3 separate regions of the Arachis hypogaea genome follow, and all the other regions are linked to region 3. The links are chromatin contacts, called in public Hi-C maps. All regions are on one chromosome and are shown on one strand. The core of a region is the stretch at or near the end of the contact, and the rest is flanking DNA. Distances in the headings are between cores, read along the strand shown. Region 1 holds the start of LOC112722382. Region 2 holds the start of LOC112722377 (protease Do-like 9). Region 3 holds the start of LOC112722379 (rac-like GTP-binding protein ARAC8).

Evidence for each region. A called contact is a pair of places that touch in the nucleus more often than the background predicts.
Region 1: a Hi-C map of leaf shows a contact between it and region 3, with 5 times the contacts expected there. The contact joins the promoter of LOC112722382 here to the promoter of LOC112722379 in region 3. A contact is called at or near these places in 2 of 8 Hi-C or Micro-C datasets (both in leaf).
Region 2: a contact with region 3 is called in a Hi-C map of an unstated tissue, with 4 times the contacts expected there. The contact joins the promoter of LOC112722377 here to the promoter of LOC112722379 in region 3. A contact is called at or near these places in 4 of 8 Hi-C or Micro-C datasets (leaf and an unstated tissue).

What each region holds. Positions count from the first base shown.
Region 1 is chr11:113,044,523-113,048,633 of arahy.Tifrunner.gnm2.J5K5, reverse strand. LOC112722382 reads right to left here and starts at 2,782. Exons shown (of 12, transcript XM_072207088.1): 1 at 2,524-2,782; 2 at 2,075-2,158; 3 at 1,874-1,931; 4 at 1,634-1,677; 5 at 1,402-1,465; 6 at 1,102-1,170; 7 at 898-965; 8 at 711-816; 9 at 282-416. The coding sequence starts at 2,633. The coding sequence ends at 909. LOC112724012 (a long non-coding RNA gene) reads left to right here and starts at 2,741. Exons shown (of 5, transcript XR_003163270.3): 1 at 2,741-3,400; 2 at 3,532-3,591.
Region 2 is chr11:112,392,051-112,396,383 of arahy.Tifrunner.gnm2.J5K5, reverse strand. LOC112722377 (protease Do-like 9) reads left to right here and starts at 2,024. Exons shown (of 9, transcript XM_025773377.3): 1 at 2,024-2,969; 2 at 3,851-4,050. The coding sequence starts at 2,384.
Region 3 is chr11:112,711,362-112,715,542 of arahy.Tifrunner.gnm2.J5K5, reverse strand. It overlaps LOC112722379 (rac-like GTP-binding protein ARAC8), which reads right to left and starts at 2,726. Exons shown (of 8, transcript XM_025773379.3): 1 at 2,199-2,726; 2 at 1,834-1,921; 3 at 1,320-1,429; 4 at 945-1,008; 5 at 575-639; 6 at 420-485. The coding sequence starts at 2,303.

The DNA.
Region 1 (4,111 bases), core at 1,533-4,032, 330 kb before region 3:
GATAACATTGCATAACTAAACACGATAAAGACAACAAGCAATGAATTGTATAAGGAACACGTTTAATCAACAATTCTAATTCCCTAAACTAACCAGAGATCTGGAACCAGTTAGACAATCACAGACATTGATAAAACTATTATTTCCTCTAACAGCAAGAAATCATCATTAATTTATTATTTATTGATGGCATCAATTGAATAAAACAAGCAAAATAGAAACTGCATATCACTAAATCCAGTTGTGTAAATGCTACTAAATAGCCAAGTAAAACACTGCACCTGAAGCCCGAGGGCCCATTTTCTCTCAACAGAGATCTGTGGTCTCATTCCTACTTGATAGTCCATATAACCTGGAAGGTGCCCAGCAACTGGAGAAGAAACTTCACTGGAATGATTACGATTGAAACCAGCATCCTAAACAGTTACATTATAAACACAAAAATAAGCTTTGCATGATATCCTATTTGAAAAGAGAAAACAAAGAAATCTAATACCAAGAACAGAAAATCTACAACTCCAGCACAAAATCCATAAGAACTCGTTCTAGCTAGAAAGATATATTCCATCACATGGAGTGTAGAAAGAAATACTGGGCTGCTTCCCATTTGACATGGGTATAAAGTTAGAAGCAAGTTAAAAAGTCAGATCACTTCATTTAAGATAGACAAGTGAAGAGATCTTGAGCAATTAGAGGGAAAAGAAACCCACCATAGTCTCTTGAACTATTTGACAAAGCAATTGCAACAGCACTCAACAGCCTGCTAGCCTCTGGTGCATCAAGAACTACACCACTTGCACTTTGAGGAGCAATGAGCTAGCGATATACAAGACAAGCAAGCAGTTACTCAGTGAAAACATTAATCTTCCAATGAAAAATTAGAGTGTTAAACCATACCAAAAATTCCTTTACACCAAAACATAACTGCAGATCATGAAAAGTAAAATTCCAGTCAAACGATTTGCCTGCATCACCCAGAAGGCAAAACAAATAAACAAAAACAAGTCCTCAAAACCAACCAAACATTTGCAAACAAAAAAGATAGTCAAAATTAGCACCAGTTTTTATTTCAAAATAGTACTCCATGCAATAACTTTTCACCTCATATTGCAGTTCAGATTTGATCTTGTATGAGTTTTTGAAATTCTCCAAGGGAATTGCACCTTTTTCCTAGAATCAAAGAAAACAGCAAAATTCCATTAATAGAAAACAGTAAAGAATAGGAAAACACACTTGGTATACTAAACTGATAATATCTTACCACGAGATTTCAATATTCATACTAGCAGCAACTAAACAAACTGTATTTACCACAAGATAATCCAAATCAAACATAATTTATTTAAAAAGAAAGTTATTTCTTAAATTCAAATCCTGAAACATGAAATTAACTAAGCATACCAATAAATTATTAGGACCATCAGCCATCCAGAGACGACAAATTGCCTCAATTTTAGAAATGAACCTACAAAATAAATTTATTAAGTAACATAAAAGAATAATGTTATCATGACAGTAGAGTAGCATCATTTCAACACAAAGAACCATTTCTCTTACAGTAATGCTATAAAGTGTTCTTGTAATTGAGATTTCATGCAAATTTGAACGAAGAGGGCTCGAAAGATAAACAAACCTTTCCCATGAAGAAGCTACAGTGAAATCATCAAAATGCTCAAACTGCATTGACATTTGAAGAAGGAGGTAGTAAAATTAGCACTACCCCTAATACCATCATTGCACGCAATAAGGAATCCACCAATTAATTAAGAAATAAGAATTTTGATTCAGTGGTAAGGAGAAAGAGAATACCACTTCCTCTGAAACATCAGTACTTTCTTTAAAAGTCTGATCTCTTCCAGTGAATGATACTCACCTCTTCAGGGAACAAATCTGGGTGTTTAGAAAATATTCTGAGCCTCAAATCGTTGTATCTGGAAGAAATGGGAACTACACAAATTAAAAGAGAAAAAGGATTATAATCAATAAAGCACAATAGATTGAAGCTATATACCAAGAGAAATGATCTAACAATAAAACCCTGAAGAAATATAAGGTACAAACAATTGATTCATACGTTCCAATAACATTATTAATCCTGTCAACTGCTCTCTCCCTAATTTGTGAAGCTTCCAAATAGCGATCTAGTTCTGCTTGTGGCCTGAAATGACACCAATCAACTACAATGAGATCAATTAGAGAGCAGAGTAGACCCCTTTATTATTTGGGGAAATAAGATGAAAAGTCCATTTAATCTATCCTTTGCTTGACGCCAAAATTACGATAGTAAAAACATGGAACAATATAAGAACAACAACTAATTAGAAAATTAGAAAACCTAAAATTAGAACCCAAAACTCCCAAAAATTCACAGAACCAATTGAAAATTAATATATACCTTCTCTATCTCAATTAGCCATTGCAGTTCATCATCACTATCAAAACCATACACACCTTCGAACTGAAAAGTGGGAGCGACTTAGAGAATGAGCGAGAAAGAGAGGATACAGAACAGAGAATGGTTACCTGGTGACAGAGAGTACTCCCTTCGAGCTCCTTCGCGGCGGCACAGCAACCCCTAGCAGTGGCGGTGGAGCTTCAGCGGCGACGGAGCACCCCCTTCTTCTCTCTTCCATCGCGTTTTCTCTCTTCCTCGAGCTCTCTGTCACTGGCGCTCGACGACGACAGCGAAGCCCTAGCCGGCGTCGTCCTTTCTTTCCTTCCTTCCCCTCTCCTCTCTTCTTCTTGCCGTGCTTCCGCTTTCTGATTTATTGTCTTATTTGGTGCTTTTATATTAGGCAACATTTTTAAAGAGCACCCAAAACATAAGGAAAAGGTTATTCTTTAAAATGTACTCTTTGGTAAAAAAAGTGCAACTATAGATAATTAGATATTAAGAATTTTAAATAAGACTACGCTTTATAAGTAATATTTATATTTATAATATTTAAAGAGATATTTTTTAAGTAATGGTATAATTATATTTTTTACTTTTTTATAAAATAATAATACGAAAAAACGTAAATAGATTATATTTTTTAAATATAGCTTAAAAAAGTGTGATTAAATAAATATTTTTATTGTAGTATCATGCCAAGAAAAATCAAAACTCAATTTGGATTCAGATTATTGATTACTTGTAGTCATGATAAAAATTAGTTTAAATATTAGAGTCAAAATTCTATCTAGTTGATTTATATAGATTGTTACAAGGTAATAGTTTACAATAGATTTTGGCAGGACATAGAAAAAATATTATCCAATTTATATTGAAGATAAACCTTTTAAGGTGATTCAATCGTCGCCTCTCTCACCCTCATCAGCGACACAGTTGCACAGATTAGAGACCATTGGAATAAAACAAAGGCTGTTGATATTTGATAAACACAACAATGACCCTCAGGTTAGTAAGTAGAACCATTTTCAATTTTATTTTTCCAACTCTTGTTTTCTCTATTTTATTGTATAAGTTGATTACAACATCTTTGCTTATGTCAAGGTTAATGCACTGTCTAACTAACCTTGTTATTGCAGTTTCTGAAGATAATGGTGATTCATGGTGTAGTTTGCTTTACGTTTGGTAGCAGGTTTGACGTAAGAAACTGAAGCTTTTGTTGCACTAGTCACTTGTTCGATTAAGATGCTCTTTTAATTAGTTAGTGCGCAGCACTGCACTAGTGAATTAATCATCTTTAATTTTATGTCATTAGTAGATATTTTGAACTTTCTTATTTTGTTCCATTTTACGTTATCTTTTTAACAAGTAAATAAGTTTAATTGACTGAGTTGTAACATGTTCATCCCTGTGAATGTGTTTAGTCTAATCCCTAAGACATTAGTTTGTTGGTTCAATGCTAATTAGATTTATTAATTTTGCAATTGATATTCCGGCTTCAGGCCTTTGTTTTTAGTCACTTATAGAAGCATCTTCGGACTTGCCTGAGCATGAATGGTTGGTCTTTGGCATCATATAATAAACCTCAGCCATCAAAGATTTCATTCATACTCAGGTTGTCTCTTTATTTTTTTAACATAAATTACTTTTAGAGCAAGGTCCTTTTGATATATGTACATTACTTCCTCTTCCAGAAGTAACTTCTTTCCTTCAAATCAA
Region 2 (4,333 bases), core at 775-3,274, 320 kb after region 3:
AAGTTCTCCATTATTGATCATTTTTAGTTTGATTGAATTTTTTATAGTATCGTATAATATGCAGAGTTAACCATGTCAGATGATGAGATTAATCAGATGTGCTTAATGGATATAGACAAGATCTTTCATTCCTATGGTAAAACCTTGAAAGACTATCCTCCTATGCCTTTAGCAACAGAAGTTGATAGTTCTTTGTTAACCGAAAGGATTATCAGGGAAGAGCTAAACTTTAACAGGGATGATTTAAAGAAAAATGCCTTAGACATGTTAGCCATCGCAACACCTGAACAGAAATATGCATTCGATAAAATTGTTACAGTTGTGTATTGTGATGAAGGGTTTTTTCTTTGTGTATGGTCATGGAGGTACTGGAAAAACATTTCTCTGGAACCTTATGTCTGCTGAGATTCGCTCAAGGGGTGATATTATGTTAAACATTGCTTCAAGTGGTATTGCATCTTTACTTCTTCCCAATGGAAGAATGGCACACTCAAGGTTCAAAATATCGCTAAATATAACTGAGGATTCTGTATGTAACATCAGACCTGGTTCCCTTCAAGCAATGCTGCTGTTGAAAGTCAAACTTATAATTTGGGATGAGGCTCCAATGGTTAGTAGGTACTGCTATGAAGCGCTTGATAAATGCTTAGGTGATATCATGAGATTTTCTCCAACATATAACAAAGATTTTCCCTTTGGAGGAAAACTGGTTGTACTAGGTGGACATGGTTGAAGAGGTCAACAACCATATGATGGCTATCATTCCTTGAGGGAAAAAATTATATCTTAGTTCGGATTCGATTTGTATGGATGAAGGGAATATAGAGTCAACTAGATTTCTATGATCCTGAATTACTGAATAGTATAAATTGCTCTGGTTTGCCTCCACATAAATTAATACTCAAAGTTGGTGTCCCGGTGATGTTATTGAGGAATATTGACCAATCCAGTGGTCTTTGTAATGGTACAATACTACAAGTTAGTAAGTTTGAAAATCATGTCAAAGAATGTAAAGTCTTAACGGGTAACAATGTTGGTCATATTGCTTTGATTCCAAGAATGAATATGGTACCAACAAATGAAACCGTCCCAGTTAGATTCCAACAAAAATAATTTCCCATAATAGTATCATTTGCCATGACAATTAATAAGTCTTAGGGACAAACTTTATCTCATGTTGGATTGTACTTGCCCAAACCAGTTTTTACACATGGCCAACTATATGTAGCACTTTCAAGAGTTAAGAGTAAGAGATGTTTAAAAGTTTTACTTATGAATCACGTAAGAATGTCTACAAATTCAACCATCAATGTTGTTTATAGAGAAGTCTTTGAAAAAGTAGGATTCTAATATAAATATTTTAATTTTATTTTAAATTCCGTATCAATGCATAATTAGTTTACTTAAAAAAATATAAAATGATTATTACTCACTATTTTTAAGTTAAATTTTGATTTTGATAATAATTTTATAAATTTCTTAACATAATAATTATTTTGTATATTTTTTTTAAAATATCCAAACATATAATTTGTTTTTTACTTTTATAATTTTTTCTATACTGAGCACGGGTTCATACACTAGTTTTTATATAATAGAATAGATGATACCGAATCTCAATCTCTAATCTTTATTTTAATACTTTAAAACAAACGTTACCTAAATGAGTAATAAGTCAAATTTAAAATATAATAAAAATTAAAAAAGATAAATACTATGATGCCTAAAAAATAATACATACTTATTAAAAGAAGTTAAAAATTAATATTTAATTTAAAAAATATAAAAATAAATAATTAAAAAATTAAAATTTACTATAAAAAATAAATTAAATAAAATTTAAATACTAATTCATAAGTACCGTAAAATTGACCATTAAAAAATTATGTCAATCTCTTTTGTATTCTTGGTATCATTTATAGTATTATCGTTATATAACGGTTTAACGCCTTTGATTTCGTCTTTATGGTCATAAAGCCTCTCTTAATATGGTATTAATGCTACTCGTGGATATGTTACCCTTAATTTCCGCGATTTCATTTTAATGACTTTATTTCACAATTCACATCAAAGCAACGATCTTTTGAACGTTTCACGGGCCTTGGGCTTAATACAGAACATATTTGTTGATATACATATAAAATTGTGTAACAAAAATAAAATTCTTAATAAATAATTCTTAACGAGTTTGTTTAAGGAAAATGAGTCTTGAATTGAGGCATTAAGCTGTTCCACTTCCAGTCCAGCACCTTCGAAATTTGGAAAAAACAAAAATCAAATCAAACCAATTCAGTTTAGTTTGGATTCCCTCCTTGGTTTCATTTCATTTCATTTCATTTCATTTGTGTTTTGAACACAAAAACACAACAACACAACAACACAAATGGGAGACAAACGTAAGAGAGGTCGGAAATCCAAAACCCCCACCTCCGCCTCCGAAACCCTAGGCTCACCTTCCACCACCGCCCCTAACGCCGCCACCGCCGCCCCTTCCACCATTGACGACGTCTTCTCCGTCGCCAACGTCAACCTCATGGACACTACTGCTTCCCCGCACCAACGTCGCCGCCCTGGCCGCCCCAAGAAAGTCCCCCACCAGTCCGACAGGCCGGGACGCCGCCAATCCTCCCGTCCCCCAGTCGATGCCAACGGCGCCGTCGAGGTCCCCCCGGCGGCTGAGGCAATGGAGGAGGACCCCGTGTGGGAGAACGTAGTTCCTGGTCGAGTGGTGCCGGCGATGGACTCGGTGGTGAAGGTTTTCTGCGTTCACACGGAGCCGAATTTCTCTCTGCCGTGGCAGCGGAAGAGGCAGTACAGCTCTAGCAGCAGCGGGTTCGTGATCGGCGGGAGGAGGTTGCTGACGAACGCTCATTCGGTGGAGCATTACACGCAGGTTAAGGTCAAGAAGCGTGGCTCGGATACTAAGTACTTAGCCACAGTTCTAGCCATTGGAACCGAGTGCGACATTGGTAATGTTCTTATTCATTTTGAAAAGAATTCGTTTTTGGAGTTTTTGATTTGTTAAATTTTTGCACGCTGACTTGCTTCGATTTTGTGCACCCCGTGTTGTTTATTTAGATAGATACCGCTAAGCTACTAGATGAGTGATTTTGCATGAAATTTAATGGTGGATGGTAGAAAACTAACAATAATTATAAGCTTATTGATTCACAAACGATGATTTTATGTTAGCTGACTGGACACACTGGATGGATAGAATTAGGAATCAATGCATTAGAGAGATATTTGGTGTAGTGCTTATTGTGAAAAGCATGGTAGAATCATATCTTTGGTACTTTATACATGTGTGAAAAAGGCCGGTATAAATAGTAAGGAGACTAGATGAGATGGTGGATAGTCTAATGGCTAGAGGTACTGAGGTAGAGACAGACATGGAAATACCATAGGAGAAACCATGAAAAGACATTTGGATGTTATTATGTTAATGGTTTGAATATAGACATGATTTATGGTAGCGCATTTTGTCATTGTCACTAACTCCATCTCGCGAGCTTAGGAGAGCATTGTTGTTGTTGTTTTGCTGATTGTAAAGTAAAAATACTGGATCCTTCTGCACGCGCAATAGTAAAGCATGATTAATTTGTTTAATTGTGTAACAACTTTAACTTATTGACCTTGAATGTTCCAAAAGGAGTGGATGAGTAGTAATTTGTAAGACATAAATAGTGTGGGGTGCAGCTCCTTTATAGAACTAGTAATAGAAAAGAGAGAGCCAGGGGGGGGGGGGATGGGATTTCTAATTTTCTATGCGTAAAGCATTGAAGGATGGGTTTTATCTTAACTTGCTAATATGAATTCAAATTAATCTATTTGATTAATATACTTGCAGCCATGCTCGCAGTTGATGATGATGAGTTCTGGCAAGGGATGTCACCTGTAGAGTTTGGGAATTTGCCTGCACTTCAGGATGCAGTCACTGTTGTGGGATACCCAATTGGTGGTGATACTATTTCCGTAACCAGTGGTGTTGTATCACGCATTGAGATCCTATCTTATGTCCATGGTTCGACTGAACTTCTAGGTTTACAGGTTAGGCTGAAACGATTGAGCTTCCAAATTCATCTTGTTATGGCGCGCGTGTGTGTGTTTGTTTTTATTTTTTTATTACCTAAACTAATAAGAGTTTATATTATAATGAAAAAGTATTTATATTTTCTAATCCGATTATGGTAAAATAAAATCTTGATAAAACAAATATGTCAAAATTTCATTTTTAACATCATTATAAAAGAAAAGAAAATATAAAATATTATATAAAAATTAAAATAATAAAAAATGTAATCCATAATGAGTGTATGAAGTCAAAATATCA
Region 3 (4,181 bases), core at 1,477-3,976:
TGGCCCAAGGAAAACAAGTGATTTAAGGATGTACCAATAAATAATCAATATTTCATCCATTTCCTTTATCCATCGTACTTCTAGAAACATTGATCTAAAGATGTACTAAAAAGTGACAGTGACATATAGAAAGGACTAGAAGGAGGAATATCTATCTTAGCAGGACTAACATATTTACCACCAAAACTTAGGTCTATTAAATATTAAACATATTTCATGATTAGGGTGATGAGTAATTTCTGCTTTTGTCTTTAACAGATGTTGCGTGTCTGAAATTCGAAAAGTATGCCTTTCTTCCACATTGGTGAACAATCTAGTATAATACTGATCTCAAGTCTCAACTAGGTACTTTACTTCGTTTAAAAGGTTTTAGATATTGAAGTGCTGTAAGAATAAAATGGTAGCATGAACATATATACCTGCTGAGTTTTTGAGCTGCACTCAATATAATAGCTAGCTCCTATTCGTTTCCGTAGTTCCTCCCCCTGGTTTTCGACAAAATAGAACATCTTCAATAACCAAAGCCTATTGAAGTTTGAGCTATGTATCCAGATGATGAAGGAAGATATTTCACCTGCTCACGAGTCACAGGCACCAGACTGGGATGATCGGCTAGATAGTGCTTGTCTTCGCGAAGATCTATATGGCCATCATAAAAATGCAAATAGTGAAATTCAAGAAGTCCTCACAAGTGATCAAGAATTCAGTGTGCCGATAGAAAGGAACTTTGTGTTGACTTTTGTTGAAATATGTTGTTCAATATATCATACAATATAATTCTACATCAAATGAGTAGATATGTTTCAGCATAACAAAATCACAGTCTAAGTAATCTAATCTATAATGTATCTAGTAAATGGGGTTATGCTTCATGAAGAATATGGAAAACAAAAGAACACTTATTAGGTTGAATCCAATATTAAAACCAGTGCTTGACGATTTACCTAATTTGGTGCCAACTAGTACCACTGGAACACCAGGGGCAAAATGCTGCAGCTCCGGGATCCACTGAAACAGTGTATACAGAATCAGAAAATGCAAGGGAACTGCATGTGAGTTTCGACATTCTCATGGTGCAACGTTCATGCAGTTTGTCTTCATGTGAAATTTGATAGTTAATAATGGTTAGATTACAATTTAGTCAAATATGTCAAATCATCTAACGGTTCTTAAGTACCAATTTCACATGAAGATAACTGCATGTGAGTTTCCACCTTAATTTATATCCAAAAACATTAAGTTTCGGGTGCGTCAATTTTGTCAACCCAACCGTGTTAGAGGGGGCGGTAAAGTAATAGCACATAGAGAGACAAGGATACCTTCTTCAAGACATTCTCATAGCTCGCGCCACTAACAAGAGAGAAAGCCAATACAAATACATCTGCGCCTCTGTAGCTCAGAGGCCTCAATCTATTGTAGTCCTCTTGCCCTATCCAACAACACATTAGAAGCAAATGGAACATCACAACCTTAGCCAAGTTGCCATCACAAAATTTCAGCTACATAAGAAACCAAACTGCAGATGTTTCCCCCAAGTTACCATCATGGTCACTCACACACTCACACAAACAACACCCGAATGATGTAACGCAATTTCAAATGTGTCGATGGAATAGTGTTTTAAACTACTATGACTTATCCAATTACTTGTCAAATTCAGATAAATTGTGTGGTCTGCAACCACAATTGCGGGCACAATATTGCAGTTTACATATACATTTAACTCAAAACTGTGCATCGCATCACGCCAGCGCAACTTGAAATTATTTACTCTGTATACATAAATACATACATGTATAACTGAAGATTGTAAAAGAACAATAAACAAGTTACCAGCAGTGTCCCAAAGGCCTAAATTGACAGTTGTGCCTTCAACTACCACATTTGCACTGAAATTATCAAACACTGTGGGAATATAGTCCTGATCACAAACCACCAAAGTCAAACTCAAACTCCATAAACATAATTATCAGTGTCCAAAATCACAAGACATATAAAGATTCAACACAACCTAGATGAAATAACATATGTTCTTCAAACAATAATTACGTTACCCTCTCCTCCCACAACTCTTAGTCTCTCACTCGATCATAAAAGACATTGATCTCATGAAATTCACTATGATCGATTGATCTCAACCAAGAAATATATAAAGAAAGTTAAACCACAAAAAAGTGGCAGCGAAAAGGAATTCATACAGTGGGGAATTTGTTGCTTGTGTAGCAAATGAGCATGCAGGTTTTCCCTACAGCTCCATCACCAACTGTGACACACTTGATGAACCTAGAAGCAGTTGAAGCCATTGAAAACCAAGAAGAAGAAGACGAAGCGCTCTCACAAAAAGGGTACGTTTTATTTTTGTTAAAATTTGACAAAGTTGAAAGCTTTTGATCAATGGAGAGAGAGAGAGAGAGAGAGATGGCGGCACTTCACATGATTCTCACATACTCCACACTATAGGAAGCACTTGCTTTTCCTTTTTCATCATCTATCTCTTTTGCCTTTTGTTACTTGTTTGCAATTTGCATATGAAAAAATAAGAAAACTAATATATAATAAATAAATTACATCCTATGTTATTCGTTTAACAAGTTAAAATATGAGGTCATGATAGCTTATATAAGTGTAAAATACTATTAGTTGCATTGTAGGGTTGTTTACCCACTTTAAATCATGTGTGTGTGTATATATATAATTTTTTTTTTATAATTAGTATGAAGTTGGTTGGGTGCATTTAAAACTAACACTGTATGGTGTCTCTTATGGCCATCTCATGTGTGTGGTGTAGCCATCATTTTCCATTGTCCATAGTGATTAATTAGTTAATTAATTAATTAATTATATATCATCGAGTTCTTGAATTGCTAATGGTTTAATTGGTTAAAAAAAGCAAAAATAATTAAGGAATTGTCGGCTATGAAAGCATAAAGATTCGTCTGGTGAGATGGTTAAAAGCGTTGTACTGACTTTAAAAAAGAGAGGAAGGAGGACTAAGCATTATTACAAGCAATCAAACATTAACATTTAACAGATTTGATTGGAATTTTAAGTAAACATTAAGCAATATGAATGATGAAATTGGAATGAAAGGGAGGATTGAAGACAAAAAGTGTCAAAACATTTGTGCAAATAAATAGTATCGTTACATCATAATGAGTTAATGACCACAAAGTATGGTTGAAGTTATAATTCACTCTGGTATATATGTGTTTATATGTTTCTTAATTAACCTCCATAATACTAATTTTATTTTTCTGTTCCACAGATCATTTTTTTTTGAAGAGAAAAAGCTCAACACACTAGGTGGAGCAACAAGTACCAAGAATCCAACAGAGAAAAACAAAAGTAAAGACATTGTTAGATCCGTTGTCATCTCCGGCATTGCCATCAACAACTAAACGGATCAACACCACACCATTCTTTGTAGCTCATAAATGACCTATTCTTGATGTCATCTACACCTGTCTCAGATCTTTGGAAAACTCTGTTATTTCGTTCTAGCCAAATATTCCAGATAACAGCAAGGAAGCCTATCAACCACTTCTTCTTCTCCGAATTGCGTCCAGGCACTTCAATCCAACTCTCAAACTGTTCTTTGATCGTCCTTGGGGTAGCCCACGCTCTATTTGCACGCGTCAACCAAGTACACCACACCTGCCAAGCAAAATCACAGCCAAGAAACAAATGGTGCACAAATTCTACTTCCTTTTTACACAAGACACATATGTTATCGCTATGCTGTATAATGCCTAGCCTACTCAACCTCTCCTTAGTATTGATTCTGCCTACTAGAACAAACCACGCAAAGAGTTCAACTCTTGGAGGTACCAGTCCTCTCCAGATGGCGCTCGTGAAACTGTAACTTGTAATGTCCTCCGACAGGGTCTCTCTCTGTAGCACCTGCACAAAGGAATTAGTAGAAAATATACCAGTTTTATCAAATTTCCATACAATTGCATCCTCTCTACTGGGCGACATTCTCACTAATCGTAGTCGATCATGAAGTTGATTAAGCAACTCGAATTCCCATTGGAATAACTCTCTCCGCCACTGAAAGTTCCACACCCACTCTATCCCATCCCAGAACCCACAATCCCCTACAACAGATCCTTGTTGGTTTGAGACCAAGAAAAGTCTCGGAAAACTCTCTTTCAATGTACCACCTTGTAGCCAGTCATCCT